2 separate regions of the Rattus norvegicus genome follow, and region 2 is linked to region 1. Evidence: chromatin contacts called from public Hi-C data. All regions are on one chromosome and are shown on one strand. The core of a region is the stretch at or near the end of the contact, and the rest is flanking DNA. Distances in the headings are between cores, read along the strand shown. Region 1 has its middle 15 kb from the start of Lmx1a. Region 2 overlaps Lmx1a (LIM homeobox transcription factor 1 alpha).

Region 1 (6,521 bases), core at 1,300-3,799:
AGCAGATGATAGAACGATAGGTTTAGAGAGACAGTTTAAAAGATTGCTACAATGTGATGGGACAGACCTGCGGGTTGGGAGTCCGGGGTGAGCAAAGGAGTTAGGGAGACTCAACCAATATTCTTGCACAGACTTATGTGGGCTTCTGTAGAGTAAGATGACCCCCTTCTCCACCATCGAAGTAGAGAAAGCTCCTCATAAGCTGCACAACATGGGCTTGGAGGCAGTTCTCCAGAATGGGAATGGCCACGGGAGAAGTGAGAGAAGGATAGTGCTGCCCTCTTGTGGACACCTGTGGTTCTGCAGGAGGGTAGCTTAGTATTGAAGGCAGGTGACAGAATGACACAGGCTGAGAGGAAGGATGGTATTAGACTGATGGAGGGGAAGGAGAACTCAGAACTGGCCCACAGACCCGGGGAATCTGTGACTGTTACTTCAGAAGAATGGAAATCTCTTATCACCGAGATGCTCTGGACAATTACGGACACCTGAAACGGAAGAGATAAACCCATTTCCACATTTTGGAATCTTTAAAGCAAAGAGGTTTGTTGTTTGTTTGCCTGTTTGTTAAATACCAGAGAGTAAGTTGGCCGATTCTGTGCAAGGATACAGGCCAGAGTTCAGATCCCTATGTAAAAGCCAGACGTGATGGTTCGTATCTGTAACTCCAGCAGGGGCGAGGTACCTAGGGAACGTCCACCAGCCTAGCTGTAACGGTGAACTCCAGGTTCAGTGAGCGACCGTGACTCAAAAAACATAGTGGAGAGCGATAGAGGAAGAATTCAGTGTCAGCATCTGGCTTCTATGTGCACAGAATGTGTGATTGTATCTACGTGCACACTCCCTTACACACACACACACACACACACACACACACACACACACACACACACACACACACAAAGGACCAGAGAGTAGATATTTTAGGACAGACAACAATTAAAAACAATTAACTAAAAGACTATGATCGTGTTTCACTAAAACTCCATGGCGGATGCTGTTTCAAATGTTAGATAATTTTCACACACCGAAAAATACTATTACCTTCTTTTTGACGTTTGAAAGTCATTTGACAAGATAATTCCATTCTCAGTTGGCAGGACATGAAGGCAGGCAATAGGCTGGTCTGGGCAAGGGGCCGTAGCCCTTGGACTTCTGGTGAAGGACCACCCTTTCACAGGTAAGCCAATGGGTTGTGCTGTGGCAACCTGCAACCATCAGGCAGTGTCTGCACTCCCTCACCACATCCGAGGAGCTGCCCGTGTGTGCCCCCAGGAACGGGCTCCATGGGTCCCCAAGGTGGGGTAGACAGGGCTATCTGTTCCCTGATGGCTATTTTGGGGTGCCTGTTGGGGGCCGAGCTCTGCTCTGAGGTTTACCTTTTCCCTTGGTGCTCAGAGAACCTCGTTCTCATGTTAAGTTGTGTTAAGACATTTGTAGCTCACTGTGCTGCCAACTTCTCCTCACTAATCAGGGCCGCCAATCCTGCAGCGGCGAAGACACCATCACCGTCTGCGCTGCATTCAGGACCGGGGTAAGAAAAATACGAGTTTTTTTTTTTTTTTTTTTTTTTACACGATTACCGGGAACTCAATAATACACATACCTTTGTTACAATTTCTCTTAAGTGCATGGTGTTATTTGCTCCCTGGACTGTTAAACCCACAAGTGGCAGATATGAGTGGAGAAGCTATGCAGATGGGAAATGTGAAGGGTTTAATTGCGTTTTATGGTATTTTGTTCTTTGATGTATAGGAGACTGCTATCGCCTGGATAACAGAGACAGGAGTGAAGGGTGCGTGTTTGTGTTTTCTCGGATGCACACGTAAGCTCTCTAAGGTTTCTCAGGGCCTGGGTGATGTTCCCTGGACTAGGCAGGGAAGCAACTGGCGGTAAGCTTCCCACATTTTGAACATCACTTTACCTTTTCCTGTCCGCTCTGCAGACTTCAAGGAAACAGAAATCCCAGACACAGATGTGTTCTCCAGTGAAAGATGTGAAATCAGCTGGCCATACTGTGAGAGAGATTCACTGAACAGCCTGGAAAGAGAGCAGGAACATCAGAGGTGTTGTGTGGACGATCCATTTGAGGGCAAAAGAGGCAGTTCTTCCATTGGGTACTGAAAAAAAATGGGGAAAGACTCTGCCTGTACCCAAACAATGGGTTGTGTTGAGGGAGTGGCAGGGGACGCTGACTGGTGGAGGCTGAACCCTGAGTGCCCAGCGTTCAGTGGAAGCGGGAGAAGGGAGATGAGGATAGAGATTCATGTATGGAATTCCAGGCTTGCCTTGGGAAATGCAGAACCACAATCTCCACTACAGCCTCACGATCCTGCCCAGAGAGCCCACAGAGCCCCTGGTCCGTGAAAGGGAAGGCAGGACTAGCTATGTGCTAGGGCCCGTGACTAGAGCTTCCTGCTGTGGGATAGAATCCAAAGCATACTCAGAAAAGCCGGCCAGTGCACTCACGAACGCCCTGCTGCGGTGTAAGGAGGTGAGAAATAGCATCTGCCCTGTGGCTCAGGGGAGCAGACTCAGCCTGGGAATGAGTCAGTGGGAAGATGGAATGCTAAAGTCCTCCGATGGCTGAGGTCCCATCACCCTGCCCAGATGTGAGAGATTTCAGTCAACTTCAGGCCACACCCATTTCTCATGCTGGCCAGCAGTGCTCCAGACCAAGTGTCCACCCAATCCTGCCTTTAGCCCTGCTAGCCTAGAGGAAAGATCAGGTGGCCGCAACCTGATGAGGGAGGCCTGGGGCAGCCAGTAGCAAAGAGCAGTGGGCAAGACACCTGCAAGTGGGCGGGCGCGCGCTCACTGCCGAAGTTGGCAGTGATGGACCCGAGCAGTTTTCTGCTGACATCCAGGGTGGGTCTCCCTCTGCTCACATGTGAAATCAATGAGATAATAGATGTGCAAACACTCGGGAAGGCCACCAAGCTCCTTGCTGCACTCTTCCCCTGCTGCTCCGGAAGCTCCTATTTCTGCCTCGCCCCCACCCCTCAGCCTCACGTCATAGCTGAACAGAGGCTGAGAACTGGTCGATTTGATTTCTGAGAGCTCCTACATTCGGCTCATTTCAATACCAGTTTCTGTTGTCTCTGCTATGGTCTGGGCGTTGCATGTCTTATTTATTCCAGTTTTTGTCTACTTTTGAAGTCAGCCTCACAGATACCAGACATAGAGATCATAGACCCCTATTCCTGATTATGTAGCCCTCCTGGTCCAAAGCTTTCGCAGGCTTCCTGCTGTTTGCAGAGGAAGAAACTCAGAGGCTGGCCACCCCGCGCTGTGCATTCCTGTAGGCCGTACAGCTCTCCTTGGCTTCCTGCCCTTGGTGTCTTAGCTCAGCTATGCCATCTGCTTGGAATGCCTTCACCATCGCCCATCCCACTGACAGCCTCTTCCCCTTTGTAAATCAAGGTTTGAAGGTTGTGCATAAATTATTTATGGGATAAAAAAAAGAGGAAATGGAATCATATTTCAAATGTTGCAAGGAATTTTTAAAAAAATTAAAAATAGAGTCTCACGTATTCCAGGCTGGTCTGGAACTCACTGTGTACCCAAGGATGATCTTAGACTTCTGATCCATCTACCGCCACCTCGTGCCTTCTGTGATTGAAAGCATGGGTCACTATGTCCAGCTCTATGTTTAGACAGGCAATCTACTCTCCAAACACATACCCATTAGGATCTCTGTTTTTTAAAATCTTATTATTAATATGTTTATGAGTCAACTACGCATTTTGTACAAGGTCTGCTGAGGACCAGAGGGAAATTTCAATGAGATTCATTTCTGCCCAGTTGGAACTGAACAACAGCATAAAACCATGAAGACAGAGCTTGCTCTTCCTTTGTGTCTTTCTCTCTCAAGCAAGTACAGTAACAACTTCAACACCCACAAACCCATGCCCTAGGGAATGTAGGGCAATCTACTCATTGCCCTTTTCCCCCTGGTTACGGGGAAGCTCAGAGACACATATTTGACTCTCAGTTACAGTATACAGTTCACACTAATGCTCACATGTAACAGTTGCCAACTGCATACTTAGAACTGTGTTACAGTTACATCACCTGGTTCTTGCCCGGGAAAAACCAACTCATACCCGTGCTACCTGCTTGCCCTGTCCTTGGTTTTGACACTAACTGGATGATGCTTGCCCTGTTAACACTCTTTGCTCTGCCTTTGCAGAAGAGGTGAGATACCGTGGATAAAGTAAGCTATTCGAAGCAGGCACCCGCTATTCTGAGTCATGTATTTCCATTCTCTTGTTATAGAGGGTCCCTCAAAGCCACCTAGACAGGAATGCACACACCGTGGGAAGCAATCGTGACCGTTTTGTAGGATGTTCTTTCCACATTCCTGTTTCACCTTGTCCCACAGAGTGACATTTAGCAGTCTATCCTTTATTCAAATGTCAGCTCCAGGTTAAGATCTTGGGGCGATGATGGTTCACCTTTCTGTCTCTAGTACATAATTTTAATTTTAAGAATCTACTTCAATATTGATAATGTCTACACACCACCACAGATCCTGTCTGGAAACTAAGCGAGATGAGTTAAATAAACTGTTGGACAGTTTATCAGCGACACAGCCGTCTCCCCACTGCAGCATAACGTACTGGCTGTGCTGGTGCATGTGCAGACCCCCCGCTTTTTGGAAGCATCCAGAAGAAGCTGGGGTTTCCTGGCAGGGCTGTCTCCTGTCTCTGTGTAGAGCCATTTAGACCTGTTGGCTGTGTCCTGGGCATTGCCAGCCCAGGTGGCTGTTCCTAGCTGGGGACAGCTGGATTCTTATCTTCATGACACATGACATCATACATGTGTGAAGGAGAATACATGTTTTGACTCAGCCTTTCTATTCCTGTACACGGTCAGTCACCCTGTTGCCTTCAGCCCTCTGATAAGACAGTGCATCACGGTAGCGTGAGCAGAACAAACCCCAACATGCTTCGTGACTACGAAAAGAGAGAAATAAAAGGGAGAAGAGGGAAGGGCTGGATTTTCCTAATATCTTTCAGGAACCCAACTAAAAACCTTAAGGCCTCTTACTAAGTCTCTCTCTCTCTCTCTCTCTCTCTCTCTCTCTCTCTCTCTCTCTCTGTGTGTGTGTGTGTGTTCTTGCATGTATTGTGTATGTGTATTTGCATGAGTGTGTATATGCTCTCACACGTGTGTATATGTGTGTTTGTATGTGCGTAGATCTGTACCTGTGAAGGCCAGAGGTCAACCTCAAATGTCATTCCTCAGGTACCAGGCCCACCTTTTTTGAGACAGGGATTCTCATTGGCCTGGCACTCACTAAGTAGGCGAGGTTTCCTGGCATGGATCTGCCTGTCTCTGTGTCCTCGGTACTGGGATTGCAAGTGAACACCACTGGGCTCTGCTTTTTTATTGGGTCCTGAGGATTGAACTCAGTCCTCAAGCATTTCACCACCTGACCTATCTCCTGGTCCTCCAGGCCCCACCTCTTTAGGATTCCACTGTCTCCTAATAGTGCTGCAGGCTAGGGAACATGAACTACAGGGGAACAGCCCAGACCCAACTGTTCTAACTGCTATCCCTATACCAGGACACATCAGCTATACAACATTCTTTACTAGTACCTCAGATCGCTGCCTGATTTGATCATATATGTATTGTATAGCAGCCAAGGTGTCCTAGATGATTACAGATCACACCTCTTCCTGGATCCCACTGTGTTGATCCTGTGCAGTCACTCTGTGTGCTCTGTCTTCTTCGGGTTCTTCCTAGGTCTCTCTGTGTAGTGCAAAGTTCACACACGAGTGTCAAATGTAGGATATGGTAGAGCTCCACAGTGAAGGCTTCATGGAGGACACCTGCACTTTAAGGAGTTCTACAGCATACATGGGATTAAAGGAGGAGGGAATTAACTATAAAGTTGTGCCTGTGTCTTATCTATGGTTTTACTGCTGTGAACAGACACCATGACCAAGGCAACTCTTATAAGGACAACATGTAATTGGGACTGGCTTACAGGTTCAGAGGTTCAGTCCATTATCATCAAGGTGGGAACATGGCAGCATCCAGGCAGGCATGGCACAGGAGGAGCTGAGAGTTCTACCTCTTCATCTGAAGGCTGCTAGTGGAAGACTGACTTCCAGGTAGCTAGAGTGAGGGTCTTAAAGTCCACACCAAAAGTGACGCACCTACTGCAACAGGGTCATACCTAATAGTGCCACTCCCTGGACCATATATAGAAACCATAACATCCTGGGACAGACAGCGGCAGTCCACGTGAACTTTAACGCCAATGGCGGCTCTCGCTCACTTTAATCCAAGGCACACATGCACATGTGCTCAGCGCCAGAGCTTCAGATTTCGACAAAACTGTCTCTCGGGAGCTCACCATCTGGAATACTGAGATGGCAGCATCGAGTGAAGAACAATCGGTGCTGACCAGGCACTGTTAGTCCTTCCATATGTATGGGTGTATACACACATGTATATACATGCATACAACATACACGCTAAATCTTCACTCATTAAACGGGGACATA
Region 2 (6,521 bases), core at 2,523-5,022, 110 kb after region 1:
GACATTTAGTTCTTTTTACAGTACTCTTGCTATCTGCTAATCCTATGAGGAACCCTTGAGTTGTGATAATATTATTTTCTTCTTTCTTCTTTTTTGATGCACAGCACAATAGAAATCATGAATGAAACGTGATGGTGGCCAGGGCAAATAGGACTCATGGAGCGCTCGGTGTCGCCCCCTGCTGGGATCCCAGAATCTTTCCCATCAAAGCATCATTAATAATACCCTGTCCTTCCTAATGCATCCCTCATACACACAACACACACACACACACATACACACACACACACACACACACACACGAGAGAGAGAGAGAGAGGGGGGGGGAGGGGGATAGAGTGCACCCAGGAAACATATACTATTTTAAAGAATATACATTGCACTGGCCTCATGCCACGTTGCTAAGCCAAAACTTGTGGAAGAATGGGAATCTGTGCCCAGAATATCAGCTAAAAATACCTCTTCCTCCACCCTCTGTTGTTTGGTGGGTGTGCTTAAGAGCAGCCCAAGAGGCTAATGAGGATAAAGAGAAAGGAAAACTGGCGTTTTCAAAGGAAACCAAACCTTCATTCCCCCATAAGAAAACGTATCCTTTCCATATGCCTGTTTTATGTTTCTTGCTGTTCTACCATGCCTCTGTGACAGTATGGAAAGTCTATAATGTAAGTCCTGCCACCTTGGCTTGAGTTATTGGAACCCACATTTTCACCGCACTGTTTTGCTCTAAAGCCTGGTTTCATAGACAGCTTTGGCAAGGAAGAAAAGAGGGAGGGAAGGAAGGAAAGAGAGGTCCACTGTCCTGCCCTCTGTCTGCTTATTTAGTTTCTTAGACACCCTCCGTTCATTTTAGGAGACTAGGGGGAACCTTTCTACCTTTGCCAGCCTACGGCGATGTAGTCGTGTTCATTCCTGACCACTGAGCCACACGCTCTGGCTGGTCCTTTCAAAAATCTTAGATTTCCTTGTGGTCGAGCTCACTGCTCCTTCTGGATCGTGGTTTCTTTCCCTTTATGAAGAGGATGACTGATCTCTCGGTGGGGGAGGGGATTAGGAGAGTATGGTAGGGCCATGGGTGTCTGGATGCAGGTCCAAACAAAGACCAATGGTCTAAAAAGAAGCAGTCAACTGACATCTGAAGTGACGTGCAGAACAAAGGTCTGTTCCAAATATTTGCTAGATAATCTCAGTATTAACCAAATAGCAACCAGTGGCTCTGGTGGGCCAGCCATAGAGCTGATGACTTCCTGAACATATGCTAGGTCATAGGCAATGAATGTGGGCACTACAAAACAAGGGCTGGCTACTATCAATATTTGCTGTGAGCTATCACAGCCATAGTAGCCTGAATGAAATTCACCCCGTTTCCTCTCAAGGGCTGGGCCTTTCATATTTGTTTGTTGGTCCCTTTTCCAATAACATGAAAGCTCGCTGAAGTTTAATTTAATTTGTTACAGTGATAATGAATATAGTCTTGAGATAATATGTGTGGCTCTATTTCTACCTCAACGACCATCTTGAAATATATTACCTTAGACAAATATTTACATGGGGAGATACATTACATTGATTTCAATAAAGGGAGCTAATAACTATAGCTTATGGACAGCAGCTAATAAGTGTCAGATTCTTCAGATGAATTATCTCAATAAATCTCCAAAATAGGTCACATGACCTAACATGATCTCATTTTTTTTAAAAAACAGAAACTGGGGATTCGAGAGAGCCTGAAACTTACTCATATCTGTAAAACGAGAAACAAGCTTTGCATACATGTCTATAAGTCTTAAAGCTGTGGATTTTTCCCCCCTTTTATAATGTTCGGCTGACTGGAACACAGTTTTTTTGAGAACAAGAAAGACATGCGTGGTCTACAATTTCAAGGTAAATCTACTCATTGCCAACAGTCTTTTGAGATGCAAAGAGCACACCTATTTCTTAGTAAGGTCTCATGGCGCTTCTGGGTTGCAGACATTGTCGTTAACAGTCCTCCCTCTTATTCACTCATCCCATTGTATGTTTCTCTGCGCAGTTCCCCAGGAGCCACCAGGAGACAGAAACTCTGATTGGCTCTGCCAGCCACTTATTGTTCTCCATTTTTTCACCACTGTGGAGTCTTAAGACTGTCTCCTGTAGATGATCTTGCCGAGTCTATTGTCTCTGCAGACTTTCCCACCGCCTCAGGACCACGTGCTCCATTGCTTATTGTGGTGCTATTGGCTCAGCCTCAAGGACAGAGACCTTGAGCCAGCTGACAAGGTTGCTCGTGTCACTTCTTCTAAGGCCACAAGCCATGCTTTTGGTTCCCAATACTTTTGAATACTCTTCTTTCACCATCACTCCCTCAGTTTAGCCACATGCTCTCCCAGGCTCCCAGCAGCAGATTTTCCAGCAGACAGTTTTGGCTTATGGCCAATCCTCATCTCTGCCTGGATGACCTCAGTTACCAAGTCAACATGGTACTTGATGAATGTTGCTATGCTGCCCCCTGGTGGAGAGGGTGGAAACAGCTGATTCCTGTCTCATTAAAGAACCAAAGTAGACTGTCTCTCTCCTACTCCGACTTCCCCTCCCTAAACTGAAGGATCCACAAACCTCATTAACTCAGGCCCAGTAGCACTGTGGAAAGGCAGTGTAACCTGTTATAGTGTAGTTTCCAAGGTTTGACTTGTTATTGGTAAAATGGAGGAGGCTCAGTTGGAATTAATATCTCTTATGTTTATCTAGACTTCCGTTCTTCTGTTTGTCTGTGGTCCAGATGCTTTGTGAATCTGCCTTCAGGACTCTGCACCAAGGCTGACGAAGATCTTGTTCTTTCCAAACATACTTCTGGTTAGGAGTCATCTGGAGCACTGTCTTGGGAGTTCGCTTTCTATTCTCAGTTTGGTCAGGTCTGCAGTAGCTTGTGAGTTTGCACAAGGCTGTCATGCTCTGTGATTCCGGTATGTGAGAAGTTGTGTTGTCAGCATGGAGGGTGTCAATTGGGACAAGAGGACATCTAGTGTGGCTAGTGTAAGATAAGGCAGGGATGCAGGTCATTGGAGAACAACCTAAGGGCTCATGGCCGAACGTGCCAGATGAACTGATACTAAGAAACAAACTGAACTGGCAGTGCCCCTCACTCCAGTGAGGTTTTAGTCAACTATGATAGAACTACTAGGGGGACGTGCTACTCAGGCACCCCCAGAGCAAAAGAGAAAGCAAGAGACTCACACATACACAAGAGGAGATTTATTAGGAGAATTGGATCATGTGATTGTAGAGGCGAAGTGTGCCCTCTAAAAAAACCAGAGAACCAATGTATCACAACAGTCCAAAGCTGAAGTCCTAAGAACTGAGTGTGGCTGGGGCTGCACATGTTCCCAAGTCAGAAATCTGAGAACGAATTAGGTGGTACTTAGGCGCCTAGATGAGTGTGACTGTTTTTCATTCAACCTGTCCGTTAAACTCCACTCTCTCCAGATCCATCCCCACAGGGACACTCAGAAGTAATGATTTAGTAGCTATCTGCACATCCCTTATTCATATCGGGTTTGTATCTAAAATCACTCTCTCAGTAAACCCAGTGAGGCCTGTGTGGTTGGCTGCAGGGAAACTCTCTCGGAGCCTAGGCAAGGTCTCATACCTGGCAGGTTCTCTTCACTCTCTCATACAATGCCTGGAGCGGTAAGCTGACAGTCCGATTTTTACAAAGTCCCTACTTTGTTCAAAGCCTTAGTCCTCAACTTGCAGCTCCAACCACATCCCCCAAGCTGCTCTCTGCTCATTCTTCAAGCCTGTGTCATTGTGATTCGTCATCTTACAAATATTCTTGCTTCGTATTTCATTTTCACCCCCTTTATGCATCATAGACATCATTGTCACCACTGGAAAAATATTTTATTGAGGAGTTATCATATGTCAAGAACTGATTCATTACTTTGCACAGACTCTGTGGGGTGTGTGGTGGTGGTGGGGGTCTGTTTATCACTCCCATTTTGCAGATGAGTAAAGTGAGGGCTTCTGTGTTTTGATTGAAGGCACAGAATTAGTAAGAGGCAGAGCAGAGACCTGGTCTTGGGTTTAATCTGATAGGTTCTGTTACCTTTTTGAGAACATGTGTGGTGGAAGTAAAGAGACCTATGTATTGTGCATCCCCAGGACTCTTTCCTGTGGAGCTGAGATAGCACGAGTCACGTCTAGCTGGAGTATGGTGCTCTCTATGAATCCGTGAAGTACCTCATACTTCTATTCAAATATAATGAAACGACAAACCACACAAACAGCACAGTTCATGACACTGAGTGTCTGATAAAGATTCACTACCCCACTTCTCTGTCCTCCCTAAGCTCTATGCTTTTTTAGTCATACTGTTTGGGGGATTAATGTAGGTTCCAACAATGAAGCATCTGGTCAGAGTGCAGAGTGGTTTTTCCTTAGACCACACAGCAGGTGCTGTGATGTGATATTCACATATCATCTAACACCTTGGCGGGCCACCACTTTGCCACTGTAATTCTCGCGGTGCTAGAGTAAAGCGTTGCTTCTGAAGCTCTTTGCTTTTTTACGGATGCTTCTGATTTGTTCCTTAGTAGTGCTTCGGTGTCGCACCTTTAGAGCTGTGTTTGAGATGTTTTGGTCTCCATAGTTACAAGGCCTCCCAACACAAGACAGAAGTGAGAATGAATTAAGAGACTATCGGCCTCAGATTTCAAACATGGGTCAAGAGTAAAATATTATCTTCTAGAAGACATCTTTTCTAGACTTTATGATACATACAGTCTTAGCTTTTTTTAAATAAATAGATTGCATAAGGCATGAAGTCTAGAAGATACTTATCTAGGGTATGCATTTTTGATTAAACTGCCGTGTGTGTCTCTCTGTGTGTGTGTGTGTGTGTGTGTGTGTCTGTGTGTGCAAGTGTGTAAATGATACTGTGTAAAATAAATTGTTTAAAGGGTTACCCTGGCTAAGTACTGTGCAAACATTGTCTGGACACTAGGGTTTAGATACAGAAATCTCAGACTTCTCTGGCTGAGAACCATGCTATGAGAAGACACAGCAGATGAAGACCAACTCTCCCATTTCTCTCTGACCTTTAAGTCTTGGCATCATGCGGTGTTTAGGCAGAATATACTATTAAGAAATGAAAGACAAGAAACTCAAGATACAGGGACAGGGAGTGGCTTCTTTGAGCCAGGTGGTAAAGGCAAAATTCTGAGCTCAGATCTATCTGGCTCTTTCTCTTGGGTAAGATGCTCTTTCCCCCTTTGCTTTCTGCTGTGGTTCCAAGCACACAGAACAGAGATGAAGTCAGCAACAGGAAATAATGCTGCCTGTGGATGAACTCAGCCAATGATAGGGACTTAACTGGGTCTGAGGATCATGCTCTGCCTGGCACGCCAGAACCAGAGATGAAGTCAGAGCCAGGAGTCAGTGGCAGAGCTCACACTGGAAGAAGGGCCATCTTAGGGTGGGACTCATAAAGTCCTTACACATGGAAACCCACCTTTGGGGAAAGAAGGAAAAACCTACAGATATGAAAGGCCAATAAAAATGGCGAGGAATCACTTGTGTCTTAGAGGCAATAAAACATCCATGTTTGTGTTCTCATTCAGTCTTTACTTACTGAGAGATGCTGGCACTATGCTTCTAGCCTATGTGTAAGCCAAGGCTGTAAGAACCAGTGATGATTAAGCCAAGTCATTATGACGCGGTAGAGTCTGTGCAGTAGACTTTCAACAAGACTCACGGTTGTGCCTCTTGTAGCTTTTGGCCATACAAGAAGATGTAAGCAGGGCATGGAGTGAAGTTACAGCCAATCTGTACTTCCCTGTCTGGAAAAGGATGGGGTTAAGACAGCAAGAGTAGGGGAGAGGGGAGAAGACAAAGGCTTCTGTGACTAGTAGCCTCAATCGATTGTGTGTGCACTTCTCTCGTGTTTCTCTGTACACATCCCAAAGATATTTACCTGTAGCCATTCGTTTAGGGCCTTGTCATAGTTGGGGTTTCTATCGCTGTGATGAAACACAGGACTGGAACTCAAACAAGACAGGATCCTGGAGTCTCGAGCTGATGCAGAAAGGATGGGAAGGTGCTGTTCACTGGTGTGCTCTGCCTGTTTTCTTATAGAACCCAGGATTGCCAGCCCAGGGTTGATACCACTTACACTGGGCTGGGCCCTCCCCCATCTGTCATTAGTTAAGGAAATTCCCTGCAGGCTGGCCTACAGCCTGTCTTATAGAGGCATTATTCTTAAATGAGGTTTTTTCCTCTTATGTGACTTTAGCTTTTGTCAAGTTGACCTAAATCTACCTAGCACAACTGACCCCTTGTCAGTTTGACAAGGTTAAGCCACAACCTTTCCTTTCTTGTTCATCCCCAAGATCACACAGTAAGAATGATATCACACAATCTAAAACACTGTGCACACTTAGAAAGTGCCACGCCCTTACAAATTCACTTTCACAGTTGTCTATTTAAAAATATCCAGTCTCTTTTAAAATCCAAATTCTCTGCAAAATCCTATAATCTCTCTTTAAAAT

What was found. Hi-C and Micro-C count contacts between places; a contact is called where the count stands out from the background.
Region 2: a Hi-C map of the A7r5 cell line shows a contact between it and region 1, with 3 times the contacts expected there. The contact joins two enhancer-like sites. A contact is called at or near these places in 9 of 12 Hi-C or Micro-C datasets (the A7r5 cell line, Schwann cells, frontal cortex and 5 more).

What each region holds. Positions count from the first base shown.
Region 1 is chr13:82,349,307-82,355,827 of GRCr8, forward strand. No RefSeq gene overlaps it. Among named protein-coding and RNA genes, the nearest start is that of Lmx1a, 15 kb to the right of the region's middle. Within about 2 kb of position 2,550, at least 5 of the 93 cell types and tissues checked have an H3K27ac peak or open chromatin away from gene starts, as enhancers often do. A contact at or near this core is called in the A7r5 cell line, where this site is marked.
Region 2 is chr13:82,455,184-82,461,704 of GRCr8, forward strand. All of the region lies in intron 2 of Lmx1a (LIM homeobox transcription factor 1 alpha), which reads left to right. Among named protein-coding and RNA genes, the nearest start is that of Lmx1a, 91 kb to the left of the region's middle. Within about 2 kb of position 3,773, at least 4 of the 93 cell types and tissues checked have an H3K27ac peak or open chromatin away from gene starts, as enhancers often do. A contact at or near this core is called in the A7r5 cell line, where this site is marked.